2 separate regions of the Gossypium hirsutum genome follow, and region 1 is linked to region 2. A link is a contact called in public Hi-C data. All regions are on one chromosome and are shown on one strand. The core of a region is the stretch at or near the end of the contact, and the rest is flanking DNA. Distances in the headings are between cores, read along the strand shown. Region 1 holds the start of LOC107922067 (probable methyltransferase At1g29790). Region 2 has its middle 3.5 kb from the start of LOC121213895.

Region 1 (2,967 bases), core at 359-2,858, 100 kb before region 2:
TAAAATTAGTTTAAAATTACATGTTTATGACTTAAATTTCATGACAACCCAATTAAATTATAAACAAAATTATAAATTTTATTTTTATTAGTAATTTAATTTAATATATAATAATATTTGTTTTAAATTATTGAAGGCTAATTTATTGATTTAACTATAAACATATATACTAATTAAAAGTTTTTAAAATGGCCCTCTTAACTCGTGAAACCATCCGCCCCTGACTATTACTAAAAATATTAATATATATGTAACTATTATTATACTATAGATTATAATAAAAGGTATAATATTATATGATATTATAATGTTTAATCATCGATGTATGTATATAAATTATTAATATATGATATGATATAGCATTATATAAAATAGTAGAAAGACTAACTTTTAAATGTATGAAAAATATAGGGGTTTAGAGCATATTTCAACTATTATAATAATGAACAATAATATTTAATAATAATGTACTACTATTATATATAACTATTATATTATAGATTATGATAAAAGATATAATATTACATAATATTATAATTTTAATCATTGATGCATATATAAACTATTAATATATTATAAACTATATGATATGATATAACATTATACAATATAGTAGGCTGGTTAACTTTCGAATGTAGGAAAAGTATAGAAACTTAGAACATATTTCTATCAGTATGATAAACAATAATATATGATAATAATTCATATATTGTGTACTACTCTACTATTATAGTATGTGATATAGTATTATATAATAAAATGATATATTTTATAAGTATTATTATATTATAGATTATAATAAAAGATATAGTACCAATAGTTATATGTAATTTTGTATAGTTTATAATTATAACTACCACCACATAAAATATTATTACAATATATTATTTTTTAAATTGTGTTTAGGTATTGAATTTAATTTCTTTTTATTTTGGACTTGAGATTTAGGCTATAATTAGTTTAGAGTTTATTATTTGAATTTGGGTTTAATATAATATATTTGAGATTTGGAATAAATATTTTAAAATATGAGTGTTAGCTTAAATTTAACAAAAAAGATAAAAGGCTATTCAATTGTCGATAATATAATAATGAACAATAAAAGATATTTTTGTCAATTCATATAATATCATAAAATAATAAATTTTACATTTAATAATCACTTTAATTATTTTATATAAAATAAATTTATTAAATATATATAATTATATTTTTCATAAGAATTAAATTATGTTGTGATTATATAAAAGTAGAATAAATTGTTATATTTAAAATTTAAATATTTAAAATTTATAAAAATTTAAAATTATCTAAATCCGTAAAAGCCCCCCTAGCTCTATCCAAACCCAAATCCCAACTACTCTAGTCCTAAATAAACCCATCTAAATCGGTCCGTTTGCCAGCTCTACCGAGGATGCCCATTGCCCATTAGATTTTTATGTAGCTTTACTGGTATGTTTTCTTTGTCTTGATGCTGCCACGTGTACGGATAAAAATTACCTCTATATTATCAATTTCTTATACTAACTAATTAGGAGCCGTTGATATAGCTTACTTTATAGATTTGATCTTTATAATAAACCCAAGCCAACCGACAGACTCGCTTTCCACAGAGTTAGTGTCTTAAATCCATAATTTCCTTGCACAGGTGGTAATAAAAAAGATGGTCTTTTTTTTTTTTTAATCTCAACTTGTTTCCAGTTCACAAATCTAAGTCGCAAAAAGATTAAAAAACCCCATTTTTATTTATTTCCCAACTCTTGCTTTAGGCTTCACTCTCTAGCATAGAAGCAAAGAGGTAGGAAAAGAAAAGCAAAGGCAAGATATGGGTTCGGTTTCACTGAAAACTGGAGATGGAACAGCTAGATTCAAGAGAGCAACCCTTTGTTCTTCAGCTGTTAACATTCTCATGCTTTTCTCAGTTATTACAACCAATCTCTTTGCTTTATATGCCTTCACGTTTTCACCAAAACAACACTTAGACAACCCATTTCACCATCCTCACAGAAACATCTCTCTGATCTCTCAACATGTCTCTTTGATTATAAAAGAGATCGATTCTTCTCAGAGGAAGCTTGCTCAAATGGAAAAAGAGCTCCTTGGTTATGACACACTTGATCTTTCAAGACCCAATCTTGCTACTGAGCTCAAGTTGTTTTTGCAACATCATCAGCTTCCTTTGGGGAAGGATTCCAGAACTGGGATCACTGAGATGGTGGCTTCTGTGGGACATTCTTGTGAGAAATCTGCTGATTTGTTGTCCCAGTACATGAGTTACAAGGTTTCTGGACCTTGTCCTGATGACTGGAGTCTTGCGCAAAAGCTAATCTTGAAGGGATGTGAGCCTTTGCCGAGAAGGAGGTGCTTTGCCAAGACTGTTCCTAAGCCAGGTCTTACTTCTTTACCTGTTTCTCTATGGAAACCTGTTAGTGATAAGATCGTTACTTGGAGTGGTCTTGGTTGCAAGAATTTCAACTGTTTGAATAGTAAAAAATTGAGTAGGGATTGTGTTGGTTGCTTTAATTTGACTAACGGATATGAGACTCAAAAATATGTCAAGGCTAGAAGCAAGAATGATTTTGTTATGGATGATGTGTTAGCTCTGGGGAGTGGTGGGATTAGAATTGGATTTGATATTGGAGGTGGTTCTGGGAATTTTGCTGCTAGAATGGCTGAGAGGAATGTGACTGTGATTACTAACACCTTGAATGTTGATGCACCACATAGTGAATTCATTGCTGCAAGAGGCCTTTTCCCCTTGTTCTTGAGCTTGGACCATAGGTTCCCTTTTTATGATAATGTGTTTGATTTGGTTCATGCCACAAGTGGGTTAGATGTTGAAGGTAAGCCAGAAAAATTGGAGTTCTTGATGTTTGATTTAGATCGTATATTAAGGGCAGGTGGCTTATTTTGGTTAGATAATTTTTATTGTTCTGATGATGAAAAGAAGAGAGCTTTAACTCGTTT
Region 2 (3,106 bases), core at 122-2,621:
CTTCCATATTGTGACCTTTATTTTAGTCAGTAGATTTAGGCTCCAAAGTTTTTTGTAAAAATTCCTATAGATGGTCTGTAAAGCATAAGTTCTAAGACTTTTAGTCAATATTTGTAATAGTTGATAGGCGCTTCTGACCGTGAATTCACCCGACCGTTCGCCACCCCAGATAAGAAAGTCTTCATGCGGTGTTTGTGCCAGAGGAATTCTGAGGATTTTGGTGGCATCATCTTCCGAAAAGGTACTGGTAATCAACTCTTTTTTCCAACTTCTGTAATGACTGTCAATCAACTCATCAACTTTAGCATCGCGCATAGAATTAATTTCTGATAATAATCTAAAGTTAACTGAATCTGGAATCCAAGCATCATTGATAGAAATATTAGTACCCATTCCCACCTTCCAACAGTGCCCTTTTGTCAATAAGTCTTTGGCTGCCCAAATGCTTTTCCAAACATAAGAACATGAATTTCCTAAACGGGAATTTAAGAAATGATTATCTTGGAGATACTTAGCTTTGAATACTTGCGTTACGAGAGCATTCTGATTATTCATAATCCTCCACCCTTGCTTAGCCAGTAGTGCTATATTGAAATGTGCCATATTTCGAAAACCCATACCACCCTCCTCTTTAGGCCTACACATATATTCCCATTGACACCAGTGAATTCTTTTCTTTCCTTTTCCTTCCTGCCACCAAAATCTAGCAAATAAATTGTCCAACTCACCACAAAGCGACTTTGGTAGTAGGAAACATGTCATTACGTAAGTAGGAATTGCTTGAAGTACTGATTTAATGAAAACCTCTCTACCCCCTTGAGATAAGAAACGAGTGCTCCAATTTTTGATCCTTTGCTTTACTCTGTCTTTGAGAATCTGAGAAGATTCCTTTTTCTTCCGACCTACTATGTTTGGCAGTCCTAGATATTTCTCCATGTTAGTCGAGCATCCTATTCCCATTTCAGCCGATATACTTCCTTTATCACCCTCCTCTAAATTCGAACTAAAAAAAGATCATGGACTTATTAAAATTAACGCATTGACCAGAACAAGTCTCATACTCTTTCAAAATAGCTTTTAGGTTCCTTGCACTACTTTCGGTGGCTTCACCAAACAAAATGGAATCATCTGCAAATAACAAGTGTGAGATTGTCGGGCCTCTTCTGCTAGCTCTCACCCCTTTAATCAACCCCTCTCTTGTGGCATTCCTGATTAAGGACGATAAACCTTCACTGCAAATGAGAAAAGAAAAGGGCTAAGTGGGTCACCTTGTCGGAGTCCTCTGGTTGGTTTAAAAACTCTACCACTCCTCCCATTTGTGGTCACAACATAAGAGACTGTAGAAATACATCTCATTATTAATACCACCCATTCCTTCGCAAATCCCATCCTCATCATAACTTCCTTCAAGAAAACCCATTCAACTCTATCGTAGGCTTTACTCATGTCCAGCTTAATCGCCATGAATCCCTTTTTCCCCTTGCGTTTTTGCCGAAGTGTATGTAGAATTTCATAGGCTATCAAAACATTATCTGAAATAAGCCTCCCTGGGACAAATGCACTTTGAGCACTATCAATACATCTTCTAATGACTTCCTGGAGACGATTGGCAATAGCTTTGGCTATAATTTTATATAAATCTGTGCACAAACTAATTGGTCTAAAGTCGACAAGGTTCGTAGGATTGGAATTCTTCAGAATAAGAGTGATCTTAGTTAGGTTTAGCCCTTTCACATCTTTTCCGTTGTTCAAAACTTCCAAATAGAAATTCCCAATATCTTCACCCACAATACCCCAGTATTTTTGAAAAAATAAAGCCGAAAATCTATCATAACCTGGAACTTTTGTAGAACCCATTCCCTTTACTGTTATATAAATCTCCTCTGTCGTAAACTTTTCCAAGAGGGCTGTGTTGATATCCGAAGAGATACTGTTTTGAATACCTGTTAAAAGGTGGGAAGAATCTCTAACGCCAGTAGTCGAAAAAAGCTTCTGAAAATACTGCTTAGCCATCTCATTAATTTTTGATTCCTCATTGATTCCTTTTCCATCATCACTATCAAGCCTACTGATTGTATTAATTCTTCTCCGTATTGATGCATAATTATGAAAAAATGTCGTGTTCTTATCTCTTAACTTCAGCCAATTAGCTATTGCTCTCTGTTCCCAATACATCTCCTCCTTATCGGTCTCCATACTCAAATCGATTCTTTTGTTAATAATCTGGCTCATAACATCTTCATCAAGTTCCTTCTTCATTAAATCTTCAAGCTCTTTTGTAATTTTATCCGTCAGCCCCTTTCGTTTCTTCTTTATGAATTTTGCCCATTTTGATAAGCTAATCTGTAAGTTCTCAAGCTTCTCCAGAACCGATCCATTTGATGACTTTAAGGATTTTCGAATTTCTTTTTCTATTGATTCCTCTGTGGTCCACCAAGCTTCAAACTTGAAACTTGGAATTGTCTTGAATCTGCTTGCATTAGTTGTGCTTATTAGGAGAGGACAATGATCCGAAAAGGTGGACGTTAAATGATGAATATTGCCCGTTGGAAATAAGTCCATCCATTTTTCATTCGCAACACCCCTATCCAATCTTTCTCTAATGTTCGTCTCTGGTAGATTCCCTATTTCCAATGTATACCATATTCCTGAATATCCCATATCTAAAAGGTCACAGTCTTGGAGAACTTCCCGAAACGCTGCCATCTTCCTTTCCTCCCTCGGTTGACCTCCCTTTTTTTCAAATGAATAAGATATTTCATTAAAATCTCCACTCACTAACCAATGATACTCTCGCTCCTGTCCCAAGATCTTTAGTAAACCCTATGAGGTATTTTTATTTTGTGAGTAGGGTGAGCCATAAAACCCTGTGAATCTCCAATCTTCATGAACACCTTCTTCTTTGACCAGCACATCAATATGACTTGTTGACATGGATTTAAGATTAATTTGAGCCTCCTCTCGCCATGCTAAGCAAATCCCACCCCGCGTACCAACAGCTCCTACTTCAAGCCCATTCGTGAAGCCACACCTTCTTCTAATTGCTTCTATACGCTTTTCACTTACTTTAGTCTCCATTAGGAAGACTAGTTGAGGATTATTTTGC

What was found. Hi-C and Micro-C count contacts between places; a contact is called where the count stands out from the background.
Region 1: a contact with region 2 is called in a Hi-C map of leaf, with 2.5 times the contacts expected there. The contact joins the promoter of LOC107922067 here to the enhancer-like site in region 2. A contact is called at or near these places in 11 of 34 Hi-C or Micro-C datasets (callus, leaf, petal and 1 more).

The regions. Positions count from the first base shown.
Region 1 is chrD01:17,971,958-17,974,924 of Gossypium_hirsutum_v2.1, reverse strand. LOC107922067 (probable methyltransferase At1g29790) reads left to right here and starts at 1,608. Exons shown (of 1, transcript XM_016851899.2): 1 at 1,608-2,967. The coding sequence starts at 1,826.
Region 2 is chrD01:17,869,651-17,872,756 of Gossypium_hirsutum_v2.1, reverse strand. No RefSeq gene overlaps it. Among protein-coding and RNA genes, the nearest start is that of LOC121213895, 3.5 kb to the right of the region's middle. Within about 2 kb of position 1,371, at least 6 of the 9 cell types and tissues checked have an H3K27ac peak or open chromatin away from gene starts, as enhancers often do.